Linked DNA regions of Dromaius novaehollandiae: region 2 is linked to region 1. Evidence: chromatin contacts called from public Hi-C data. All regions are on one chromosome and are shown on one strand. Each heading gives the region's core, a stretch centred on a gene start, on an enhancer-like site or on the middle of the called end of the contact. The rest is flanking DNA. Distances are from core to core; before and after follow the strand shown.

What was found. Hi-C and Micro-C count contacts between places; a contact is called where the count stands out from the background.
Region 2: a Hi-C map of liver shows a contact between it and region 1, with 4 times the contacts expected there. The contact joins the promoter of AMPD3 here to the enhancer-like site in region 1. A contact is called at or near these places in 2 of 4 Hi-C or Micro-C datasets (brain and liver).

Annotation. Positions count from the first base shown.
Region 1 is chr5:60,960,429-60,966,871 of bDroNov1.hap1, reverse strand. No RefSeq gene overlaps it. Among named protein-coding and RNA genes, the nearest start is that of CTR9, 10 kb to the right of the region's middle. Within about 2 kb of position 2,986, at least 2 of the 2 cell types and tissues checked have open chromatin away from gene starts, as enhancers often do.
Region 2 is chr5:61,137,937-61,143,720 of bDroNov1.hap1, reverse strand. It overlaps AMPD3 (adenosine monophosphate deaminase 3), which reads left to right and starts at 1,524. Exons shown (of 15, transcript XM_064513015.1): 1 at 1,524-1,714; 2 at 4,447-4,672. The coding sequence starts at 4,452. LOC135328513 (a long non-coding RNA gene) reads right to left here and starts at 1,387. Exons shown (of 3, transcript XR_010389486.1): 1 at 1,221-1,387; 2 at 140-215.

The sequences.
Region 1 (6,443 bases), core at 1,737-4,236:
TCACAAACCACAGCCCTACAGAGGAAAGTAAAAAAATAAACAATATCCTATTCCGTTCACTCATCCCATTAGTATAGTAACAGAATATAACAATATAAACTAAGCCAGAGTACAACTGGTCATCCTCACGTTCCATGAGGATGCAACATGCAACTCTTGTTGCAACTAAACTGTACAGTATTAAGATAACAGAAAGAACATCACACAACTGTCTCTGCTTTGAAGCTGAAGTAAAGCTTGTCACGTAAAACCAGGCAATAATATTCAATAATTCTTCATATGAGCACACCAGTGGAATCTGACTAAGCAAGTACAATACTGCTTGACAGTCATGAGGGCAACATGTTAGGGTCCTGATTTGGGGTGGAGGGAACACCAAAAAATAGGATGTTACACAGAGGTACTGTAGTATGTTACGTGCTTGTCTCTAGTCAGTTAGAATAACTTTGATCTCACTAGGTCATAACTAAAATAATAGCTTATTTTTTGTAGATTTAGTACCTACCTCTGAAAGCACTAGAGATACGCTCCGTTTGCAGTCTAACAGGTATAATTCAGCTCATTTCCCACGTAATTCCACATAAGTATCTCAGCCCTTTCCTGCTATTGGATGCTACAATGCCTGACCTTGCATTCCTTTCCGCCAAGTACTCCAAACATTCACTGCAAGAAGGATTGTCAGCAAGAGAGCTAAATGTGCTATTGTTTACTATGATATTCACCACTGTACCTTGTGAGTTAGAGTGACAATTTAAACAAAGGCCATTCATAACTTCCACATTATTAAGGTTCAGTCAATCCCTCGTCTTTGTCCCTAATCTCCCTTTTGAGCTATGTTTACTGCATGAGAGATGCAAGCTTACAGTAGTGCCCCTGCCCACATTAAGACTGTTGGGACAGCAAACTTGTGAGTTTGTGTTGCTTAAAATACAGGTATTACAGTCTCAGTCAGGACTCAGTGGTCCCTGTCAGTACTCAGACTAGACGGTATTTATGTCATAAGCAGTTGTTCAGAACTTTTTCCCTTTTTTATACCTTGCATGGCCTCAAGTCTTCCAGATCATATGCCATTTAAAATCGACTACAGGAGTACTTTACTTCTTTCATTCGTCCCGTCCTCTTCCATCATGCTCAGTTGTCACAGTACCCAAATGCCTTACAGATATTTATTGACTTCCTGCATGATTACAGCTGGTATTGCTGATCTGCATATTTGATATAAAAATATTTATTATTAAAAGCAAATAGAAAGCATCTGCATTTCTAAACCATAAAGGTTTAATTGACAAAAAATGGATTTTCAGCACTTGAAAATTAAGGAATTTATCTCAGAATTTTTAAAAAAATATATTTTTAAACAGAGTAATTTGAGTCCATGTTCTCATTTTATATTGTTCTTACATAATAAATATTCCCATTCATCAGGTGAGACAGTTCCTTGTCAGTGACTGAAGTATATCATCTACTTGTCTGGATTTGCCTCCAGCTTTTACAGTAAGGAGATACTGTAACAGTGGCACAAAGAGCAGTCCTGTGCAGCTCCAGGAACAGAAGGTAGTGGGGAAAAACAGTGCAGATATACAAGCTGGGCCCACGCAAGCTGTGCAGGCCTTGAAGCAGCATAGCTACATTTATAAAACATCATATAAACCCTGCCAAAGTTCTGATCACAGCCAAAAGACACACCATACCCAAGGTATGCTGGGTGCTGATAGCAGAGCAGTACTGGCCTAGTCTGCATTCACCCAAGGCCCCAGCAGCACTTTCCAGTTTTTACTGAATTCCACACGAAATCGTATTTTCTGTTGTGGGAATGTATACACAGCAACGCTCAGAATGAATGTGGCTCATGTGGCCCATTTGCCTGAGCTAGTTTAAACTAATTTGTTTGGATCACTGCCAGCAATCTAAACCGCGGATTTGACTAAACTCCGCTGCGTATGCTAAAGAAGTAGTTAGGCATCTAAGAAGATCTGTTTTTCAAAAGCTCCATCACAAAAACAGCATTTATGCCTGACATGAACTACATGTTTATTTCTCAGCACCCTACAAATGAACGCTGCCTTGCTATTCTGATTTATTTACCAAATTTAAAAATGAAAATTCAAAACTGCTAGATGACATTTATCACTTTAAGTAACAAAAACCAAGCATATTGTTGGGCCTCTCAATTCAGCAAAGCTTATGTTAAAAAAAATAACACATGCGTAATGTAGTGAGTATTACAAAGCCAGAGGATTCATCTCTTAACCCCAGTATAAGTTAATTCCTCATAATAAAGAGGTTATTAATCTCATAAGAATTTTGAAATCGGATTACAGACCAACAGGTACTCAATACCAGTGTGAAAACACCCAGAAGAGTTCATTCTTTGCTTATAAAAGGTAATCTAGTTTTCACCTCTTGAAACCTTTCCTACAGCAGGCTGAAAAGCATTGCAAACAGTATTATTCTGTTAAAGTGGGGCCTCTCTAGTCTACAATAACTATTACCCATTCCTCCCAACCCAAAAATTAACTTTAGCACAGCAGATAACCTAATACTTTGGTAAATCCCCTACAAGTCACAGGAATAGGAGATCCTCTGTGATTAAACACACCACCTCTCCCAGGGTTATTAAAAACAATGTTTACGTTCTGGCTCATTTGCAGTCTTACACAGGCTTCCATACTAGCTTAGCTGATCCTAACTCCAAACCCTCTTAAAAATCCCTTAATATGATACTTCCAATTAACAAAGCAAGCTACATAGTGTTTCTTCCCAGTAATCTATCCATTCACCCCAAGTTCTAGCATTCTATGAAGAATATATATCAGAAGTTCTAACTTAATATTATTTCCATATGGAAGTAATGTTTTCACATATAGCCAACACTGCAATTCTTTATTGCTAATATGGAACTAATTATGTTAGTACCATTCTGCTTCACAGGTCCCCGTTCAGCTGTGCTGTATGCAGCCAGCTGTTCCAGTGCACACTCATTAACAGCAGCAGTCACAACAGGACAGACCCTATCCTCAGTTCTGACAGATCTGCAGCTATGACTCACCAACTACAGTGAGATCAGGAACATTCACACAGTATCCTACACCAGCAGCTCCCAAACTATGGTGCAGATCATTCAGGCAACATTCAGCAGTCTGCTGGGGTACATGTAATTGTATCATCTTTAAAACCTATTTAAATTTAAAAATTTGATAGTACATGCTTGGTAGCTCACAACAGATTCGGCAGTTTGATGATGGTTCCTGACCCAAAATTTGGGAAGACCAAGGCGAGACTTGAGAATTTTAGCTGAACAGCTTTCAAACCTGATCAGTTCTGTTAAAAGAGGAACCAGTGTTTTTGAGATGCCAAGCAATCTCCTTATGAGCATGTTCCAGTTTCCTCAGTAGGGGTATGCAAAGAAACATTAGTGTTACTCTTAAGAGTGACATAATTTTCTTATTATTCACTTTTCTAGAGCCAAGAGAAGTGTGTGTGTGTGCTGGGGGGAACAAGCTCCCCTTCCAATACACACTGTAACTCTTCGTTTGTCAGAAAAAGACATAAAACTAGACATTGCTATGAGATGCAAGAGCATTGCTTCTCAGACTGAAGGTATTAGCAAAACATTTGTCTTTAAGTCTAAATGAACTAACAATCTGTATAATTGTTTAAATAAATGTCAGAAATCTCTATGTGACATGACTATCAGTAAACTCCCTAGCATAGCATTACATTTGGTATTTTATAATAGGCAGTTGTTCCACAGCTCAGATGCCTGCACTTTTGTCTCAAGTATACTCCTGAAAAAGCACTGCAGAACTGCATAAGCTGAAGAAAAATGCTGCATCCTACAAAATTCAATAGTCTACCAAATTGTCCTTAATAAAACTTAGCGATTTGGAGAAACATCAAATTTTAATGATTATGTTCACAAATTCAATACATCTTGAAAAACATTCTTAATGGGAAAGCAATATTCATTTTTTTTTAAATTCTCATTGTTGCTGTCTATTTGAAGTCTCCAACAAGGGATCAGAAAAATCACTATATTGAATAGGAAACAGAAGATCATTCTATTCTATAGAACCCATATTAAAAAATCCACAATGGCAAAACATTATTTCAATAGAAATTGCATAGATATAACCATGCTGATCAATCCTGCCTTGCAGAAGTAACAGACAAGATACATGTAGGAAAGCACCTGAAAAAAATTAGTCTCATTATTAAAGTTCACAAGAACACAAAATAGAGCTTGTTAAAAATATATATATATATATATTCTGACTTTGTAAACAAAAATGTCTAAATAATTTTCCTATTATTAATCAGTTAAAATAACTATGAACCTACACTTCAGCATAGGGCATTCTTTCTATCCAGTTTCACAACTGGATGTAACAGTGGTTTGGAGGGGAAATTAACGTGATCCCAAGCTGTTATAGAATAACTGAAAATTCAGAAACATTACCATGCTAGTTGGATCTAACTTCGAATTTGGCCCTCTCTGAGCAGGGGGTCAGAACAAGTGACCTCCAGAGATCCCTTTCATCCTAAATTATTCTGCAGCTTTAAAAAGGAAAACTGAAAACATATGCCAACTTTTTTTTTGAAGTACTTCCTATTTATACCTCAATACTGCCCTCTGCTGATATTCACACTGCTTGACTACTGGCACAGAAAAATTGTGAGGCTGCACACTCTTCCTGCAAATGAAGGAAAATTAACTTTAACTGAAAAATGTTCTTGTTCTCTTATGTTCTCATCAGTATATTAGGCTGAATCTCTAGGTTTATGGCAAAGGACAAGATAAGTTTGGAGAGAGTACATATTTGGGCTCAAAGTAGGTCTCTTCTACCTCATGCGGTAAGAGCTTAGGAAACTTTAGCAGAGCCTTTGAAGCTCTGGAACAACCCTATCTAGAGTCTATAAAAGCTCCAAAGAGAAATCTCAGCCTTCCTTGCTATAATAACAGGTCCATGCAGGTCACAGAGGAGATTAAAAAGGATAAGATGGAATCTCCCAAACCTGGAAAATCAGAGTAATCGAAAGAATTGAGTAGCCATGCATCTCCAGCTGCCTCAACTATAGTTCTACATGTACAAAACTGTGATAGTGACAGAAAAAAAATTTTGGTAAACTTACAATCTTTATGAAAGAAAGGATTTTTGTGCAATTTATTCTCAGTAACCCTTGGCAGGTTCTGCATAGCAGGGCAATAACAAAAGTGCTTTTAAGACACAGTTAAGATGTATTTGAAAAAACAGGAAGCCAGCTTCTCCAAATGATTCATTTGTCAGGATCATGACTGGCTATTTTGGAAGTTTCTCAGTTGTATGAGACTTGAGCTTTATTACATCCGTTATAAAACTTTGCAGAGGGAAATCAAAGACTTCCATTCAAATTTTTAGGTCTACTTAATCATTTTGCTTAAAAGTTTCTTTTCTCCAGTGCTTACCAGTGACCAATCCTTGAAATGTTTTGCAGAAGATTGCAGACACATTGTTGCTAAATTTGTGCTCCAGTTTGCTTTTCTTTCCCTCTCTTCTGTATACCTACACTATCTCCATGGCCATTAAAAGACCATACTAAACTGAATCATAAAAATATTGTATTACAAGTCACCATGACTGACCTTTCTTGAAGGACAATAAAAGTTTGGGTTTTTTTTTTGTTAAGATTAACATATATTAGAAGAAATGTTTGCAGAAGTTGACATTATCATTTACATGTACGTAAATTCAAAGGATTCAGGATTTTCAGCACTCCAGTTATAGTGTTTAAAATCCTTTAATGACGCATCATCGGTTTACAAAGGACCAGACAGACTGCTCCATCTACATGCCCACAGTGTGAAGTACAGATGACCTTAGAGAAAGACAGTAAGACAGGTTTTCTATGTACTCATGAATAGGACACAACGGAATTAAGTTTCAGCAAGGGAATTTCAGGTAAACTTTCAGGAAATCCTTAACAGCAAAGAAAGTTAATTTCATCATTACAGATTTTAAGACAAATTAAGCAAACACCCAAATACAAGAATGATACTCCATATATGTAGGCTTTGCACCAAGTGGCACAGATAAGTGAAGAAAGAAGTCTTTAAGATTACACTAGAAAATGCAACAGCCCTTGCTACTGTTAAAAAAGCACTCTCCTTTAATATTAAAAAAATATACCTGTCTTCCAGAAAATGAGAATCTAGGAGGCACACCTGGTCTTTCAGACTTGAGTCACGCAGCTGTCAAATGTACCGTATCTACCAATTTTGCCTACATGAGAAGTCTAGTTCAGTACTAAAGTTGTGTTATATTTGATTGACAGAAACCATATATGTTTGAGAATATTTAAACTAATTAAAAGTGTTTCTCTTACAAGTTCTGTTTCCAGCACACTATGAATGCCCACATATGCCTTGACATTGCAAAGCAATCTGCCAAGATGCAAACAGAAGC
Region 2 (5,784 bases), core at 275-2,774, 180 kb before region 1:
ACTAGGGGAACGCGAGAAAAGAAGCAGGACAAACATGTCAGCAATCAATGAGGGTACTGAATGTCCAGGAACAACAGGTGTCCTTTCCTCATATATCATGTGGGCAGGGCAAACATGAGTCAGACTTACAGACACTTACAGTATGTAGTTTCCTGGGTGGCAGATGGTTTGTCTGGGTGTAGCCTGACAGCAGCTGATGAAGGCATGCAGAGTTACTGTGGGAGAAACACACATACACGGCCTTTTATTCCAAACTAAGAGAAGAACAAAAGCCTACTTTTTTAGTATCATTACTTTAAAGTCAGTCTTATGATTCTATATGGCTGATTCATGTTCAAATGCTTGGTGTTGGCAGGTCTATGTCTTATACAATAGCTGTGTCCCTAATTCTTAGCTTTTTTTCTTATTCTTTCATGAGTCCCGTAGTACATTAAGGTGTCCATCTGATATTAGTCAAAACAGCTGGTCTTCTTCCCAGCTCAGACTTTGTACAGTTATCTAATTTCTTTTTATTTCCATTTCTTCACCAACTGTGTGATGCAAAGGAATTCCTGAGTCTGAAAAAAACTTGAGATTTATGAAGGGAGCATTTCTTCATTTACAAAGTTGCGAGTACATATAGGGGACTGCCCTGGCCACAGGAATATCCAATCCCTCTGATGTTTTCGGAGATACATTTTTACTCTCTTTGTCGTTTTACACAAGGGCCCTGGTTCTTCAGTTGCTACATTCCCAGTGCTTCCCTGTACCCTAAACATCCTTTTGTGTTTAAATGCCTTAGGATTAAATGCCTTGGATCTTTGGATTAGACTCCAGGTATTGTGACCCAAACATACCATAAAGATCCCTAAACCTTTCAGATTCAGGGCCTGAAATCTCTCAAGCTAAGGTCAAATTATTGTACATGTTAAGGACCTCATTCCTGCTGAGTCATGCTTGTTTTGACCTTCAGCGTTGTCCTTTAGAAGTAATTTCTTTGTCCTAGCGAAGAAGTTTGCCTCAGACATGGGACCATCTAGAACACACAGTAAACGTGGGTGTTCGTATATCCTGGAATTGTGTTAGATTCTTAGCAGTTATTTGCATTGGGATCTTTACTTGGTAAGTTTATTTTTATGATTGCTTTTTGACCTGCGCCAGCACCTGAATCCAGTCTTTATGCTGAAGGACAAACATGGCTGAAACTACTTTCGATAGGGATACGTTGTCAGCACACTTACTTATCAGGTGTCACCTTTGCATCGACCTGAAGGCGTTTTGGTCTCGAGCGAAAGTTTTCTGTATTAAAGCGCTTCCTGAGGAGGAGCTTTCAAACAAGCGCTTGCGAAGGTGGCCCACACCGGGCTGCCGCGGCGGCCGTGGGCCGGGGCGGGCGGCCCGCCCAGGTTAGCGCCCTCCCACGCCTGCGAGGAGCCATGTGACAGCGGGACTTTTGTCTTGAAGCCTCCGGAGGGAAGCGGGCTGCCGCGGCGCGGGGGAAGGCGGTTTCGCCCGGATCCTCCCGGCTCCCACACAGGCGGCAGAGCCGCGCCCCCCCCGCCGCGGCGGGAGGCGCCGCGCCTCGCCTCGCCCCGGCCCGCTCCCGTGGCCGCAGGTACAGCCGCGGGGACGAGGTGCCGCCGGGCAGTGCCTGAAACCGGGGCCGCCTCCCTCGTCTCGGGAGCAACAAGCCCAACCCTCCCCGCTCGGCCCCGGGCGGGGGCTCCTGACTGAGGTACGCACGGGGCGCGCGCCCCCCTCCCCCCCGGGCGACCGTTAACGGCTCCTCGCGCCACAGCGCGCCGCGCGCCAACCGCCGCTGGGCTCGCGGCCGCGCCCGCAGGCGGCGCGGGGCGGGGCGGGGCGGCGGCGCCGCCGGGGCCGGGGCCGGGGCTGGGGCGGGGGGCGCCCAGCTCCCTGGCAGCCGCCCCCTCCCCGCGGCGCCCGCCCTCCTTCCGCCGCGGCCGCGGGCCGGGATGCTGCCGCCCAGCCGGCAGCTGGCCGCCCGGCCGGGGGCCATAAAGGGCCGGGGCCAGGGCGGCGGGCGGCACTGCGGCGGCCCGCGGGCGGATGCGGCAGCGGGGAGCGGCTCCTCCCTCTTGCCGGCTGCCGCGGGCGGCCCCGCAGCCGCAGCATGGCTCTCCCCGCGGCGCTGGGTAAGTGCCGGGCCGGGGGGAGCGCGGCGGCGGGCAGGCGAGGGGGCCGTGACCTTGGCGGCCGCCGCGGGGCTGCCGCGCCCGCCCGGCTCTGCGCGCCCGCCCGGGACGGCACCGAGAGCCCGCGGGGCGGCGGCGCTTTTCAGCGGCGTGTGCTCATTAAATATTCAAGCCCGTTAGGTTCCTGATCGATAACTGCTTCTGAGATGATCGTCCCACCATTTTTCCTGCAGCGTGTTTAAAGAGCGATAGCACCCTTTCCTTCTGCCAAGGGTGAAGGACCAAGGAGCCTTTCTCTGAGAGAGAGATTTAGGAAAAGGCTGGATTTGCTGTATGGTATTAAAACCCCGCTTCCCATCTCTAGTCACTCTCATCCTGGAGGGAGTAAAGGACCACACTTTCTATAGGGGGATAAGATCCTCATCCCTTTCCCATGTGGGATGGTACAGCTTGCATGAGTATTACATGGAGTGTCTCACAACCACTTTAGGTTTATTAAACCTAAATTGAACCTGGGAAAGTGCTCAGCCAATGATAAGCTCAACCTGACTCTCAGTCAGCCGGTACTGAAAAAAATTTCATTGCTGATTTAGCAGTAGAAGAAACATTATTATCCACATCTTACTCAGATTGCAAGCACTCTTAATGTAGTTGAATTACTAACTCTAAAAGCTGTTTTGCCACCAGCTAAAGAGGCCAAAGAGGTCCTTGTGGCTGGCAGCTCTACGTGTGTCAGTTAGTGTTGCTGACAACTGTTCATTGAGGTCAGTGGAAAGACTCCCATGACTTCATTGAGCTTTGAAATTGAGAAACTGACTCTAAGTTTGCATGCTTCTAAGGCATCAGAGTGCATTGTCATTGAGTCATTCAGGTAAGCATGTATGTATCTGTATATGTTTGTTGTGTGGTTATACTTCATTTTATGAAGAATTAATATTAATTGCAAAACAAATACTCTGCAAGCAGAAGAACTGCATGGGGTCAGATCCACGGTTCATTGAAGTCAGTGGAATTTTTCTACTGGGCTTTGGGTTGGTCACAAAATAAGAACACAAAATAATGTAGGTGATAGCTAAGTTGCCATATTTCTCTCATCACTTTTTAATAGTATAGTTGTGTTTAGAATAAAAGCAGAAGTGTTCTTAAAGCAACTGTGAAAACAGGTGGACATTAATTAGAATCTTTTAGGCTGAAATCAACAGGATCACATATCAAAAGGATCGCATATCAACATGTGAAACTTGCAGCATGCCCACAGAGATACTGTGATGGGGCACTGGTAAGCTATGCCTTAAGAGTGGTTAAAAGCTGTCATGACCCATGCTGATTTTCAGCATACATCAAGTTATTTAAAGATATACCATCTTACCAAATATGTTTGTATTTTTTGAAACTAAAAAGGATTCTGAAATGCTGGTTTTAGACCCAAACATCTCCACATTCTGGCAATGTTTGGATCCATTTGTTGTGACATGTTCAGCTCTATTTTTAACTTATGTTAATAAGAATTGAATCTTATTTGTTACACACACCGTCATACTGAAGGCATTTAAGAGGGCTTTATAGTACATAATAAATAATGCTGAGAAGTAATTTGCACGCACTGTATCTCTTTCCCCTCCAGAATGCTACCATATATACGTGTCAAGTTTCAGATTTTAGATTGCGTGTGAGAATGGGATTTGAATAAAGCAATGAAACTATCAAAGAAGCACTAATGATGATATTTTCAGTAGTGCTGCTATAATAAAATGGAAATATTTTGTGATGAATGGCTACTTAAATAGAAATTTAAAATATAAAACAAAAAACCCAAACATTAAACCCTTGCCTTCGTTATGTTCTCCAAAGCCATCCAGAAGACCATCTTCTACTTATGTTTGAACACCTGCCACTTTTTCAAGCCAGCTGAGAATTATTCAACAGTGGAAGCCTCATCTGTTAGGTCTACCTTTTATTCATTGTTACCACAGGATGATCCATTTATTTCTTAACTTTTAGGTGTTTTATACTTCCAACTGAACTGGAACCTTAGAAACCATATTTCTGTTAGGAGGAAAAAAACCAAATTGTAAATGAGCATACTAAGAAGTTCCTAATTTGCAAATTAGCATGACTAAGTAAAGATGCTCAGTAGGTTCACTTGATTTTTGCATACTTCATGCTACTTGACATTGTGTGTAGCTATTCTATTTATTCTGCTCTTGCTGTATGCTCTTAATATCAATAGGAGTACTGTGAAAAAAAAAAGTCTCTTATGTATCTTTATTCTACTTGCAGTTCTAATTTTGTCAACTGTCTTCCTTATCAGCCGAGATGCCCCGACAGTTTCCAAAGCTGAACATCTCTGAGGTTGATGAACAGGTGCGACTTCTAGCGGAGAAGGTATTTGCTAAAGTCCTCCGAGAAGAAGACAGCAAAGATGCCTTGTCGCTATTCACCGTTCCTGAAGACTGCCCTATCGGGCAGAAAGAGGCTAAGGAAAGGGAACTGCAGAAGGAATTGGCAGAACAGCAGTCTGTAGAAACAGCCAAAAGGTTTGTTCAGTAGTTGCTTTCTTAATGGAAAATAATTTTTAAATGAGTTTGAGTTATTATTGAAATATCTGGCAAATAAATTCTACCTGTCGATATTACTTCAGGAGAAAAGTCAACAGCGGGTACCAACGGCACCTACCTCTGTGACATCCTTTCATGCTATGCAGATGGCCTGGGGATGGGCCCTAGGGAGCTTGCACTGGTGAGGTCGTCTCCTCAGCTGTGTTTACAGCAATAGCACAGATATTGCTCATGGAAGTTTAACAAACAGCATAGCTGGGTAGAAGTGAACGGACCTCTAAAATTTTTTTGATGTAAAGAGTCAAGAAAAACGAAGAGGGAAATTTTTATTTCCTTGAATATACTAGTTTCACTCAGAGAAATGGAGAATTTTCACACACAGGAAAATGACAGCAGTATGATACCTCTTTTAGTCTCTGTAAAAATAGATGAAAGCAAAGGCTTGACATTTAACACTACGGGAGAAACTGAAAAGTGGTATTGGCATAATGAGGTTATTCATAGGTTTCCTTAACTCACAGAGATAAAATCTAACCACCATTATTTAACCATAAAACTCATTTTCCTAGGTCAAAATACAGCCTGCCTTTGATTTACCATGAATCAAATCAAGACAAACTTGATTTGGTCTATGATTTTCTTCTGTGAGGGAGGTAGCGTTGCCCTGATTCAAGGCTATCCCAGTATGTTCACCTCAGTGGACAGCCTAGGCTACTTCCTAGAGCCACGTGAGCTCAGCAGCAGTCTGCCTCTAATGATCTGGATGTGTGCAGACTCATCAAAAAGCAGGAAAACTAGAAAGCTTTTGAAATGGTTTGGAGCTGAATGGATGTGCCCTTTTAGCTCCAGAGTATCAACTGGGCAGCGCCTGGCATCATGTTTGTGGAAGAGAGGGAGAAGAGTTAATTTAATTCAATTCAACTAAGCTATAACACACTGGTGATACAGGCTGAGATTTTTGGTTTTGATTTGTGCAAGTGGGTTTCCCAGCTGGCATGTTCGTAGAACTAAAGAAGCACAGAAGGAAAAGTTAGATATTATCATTCAGACAACTGCCTGATAGGTCTTTCCTCCTGAAACATGAAAAGTTT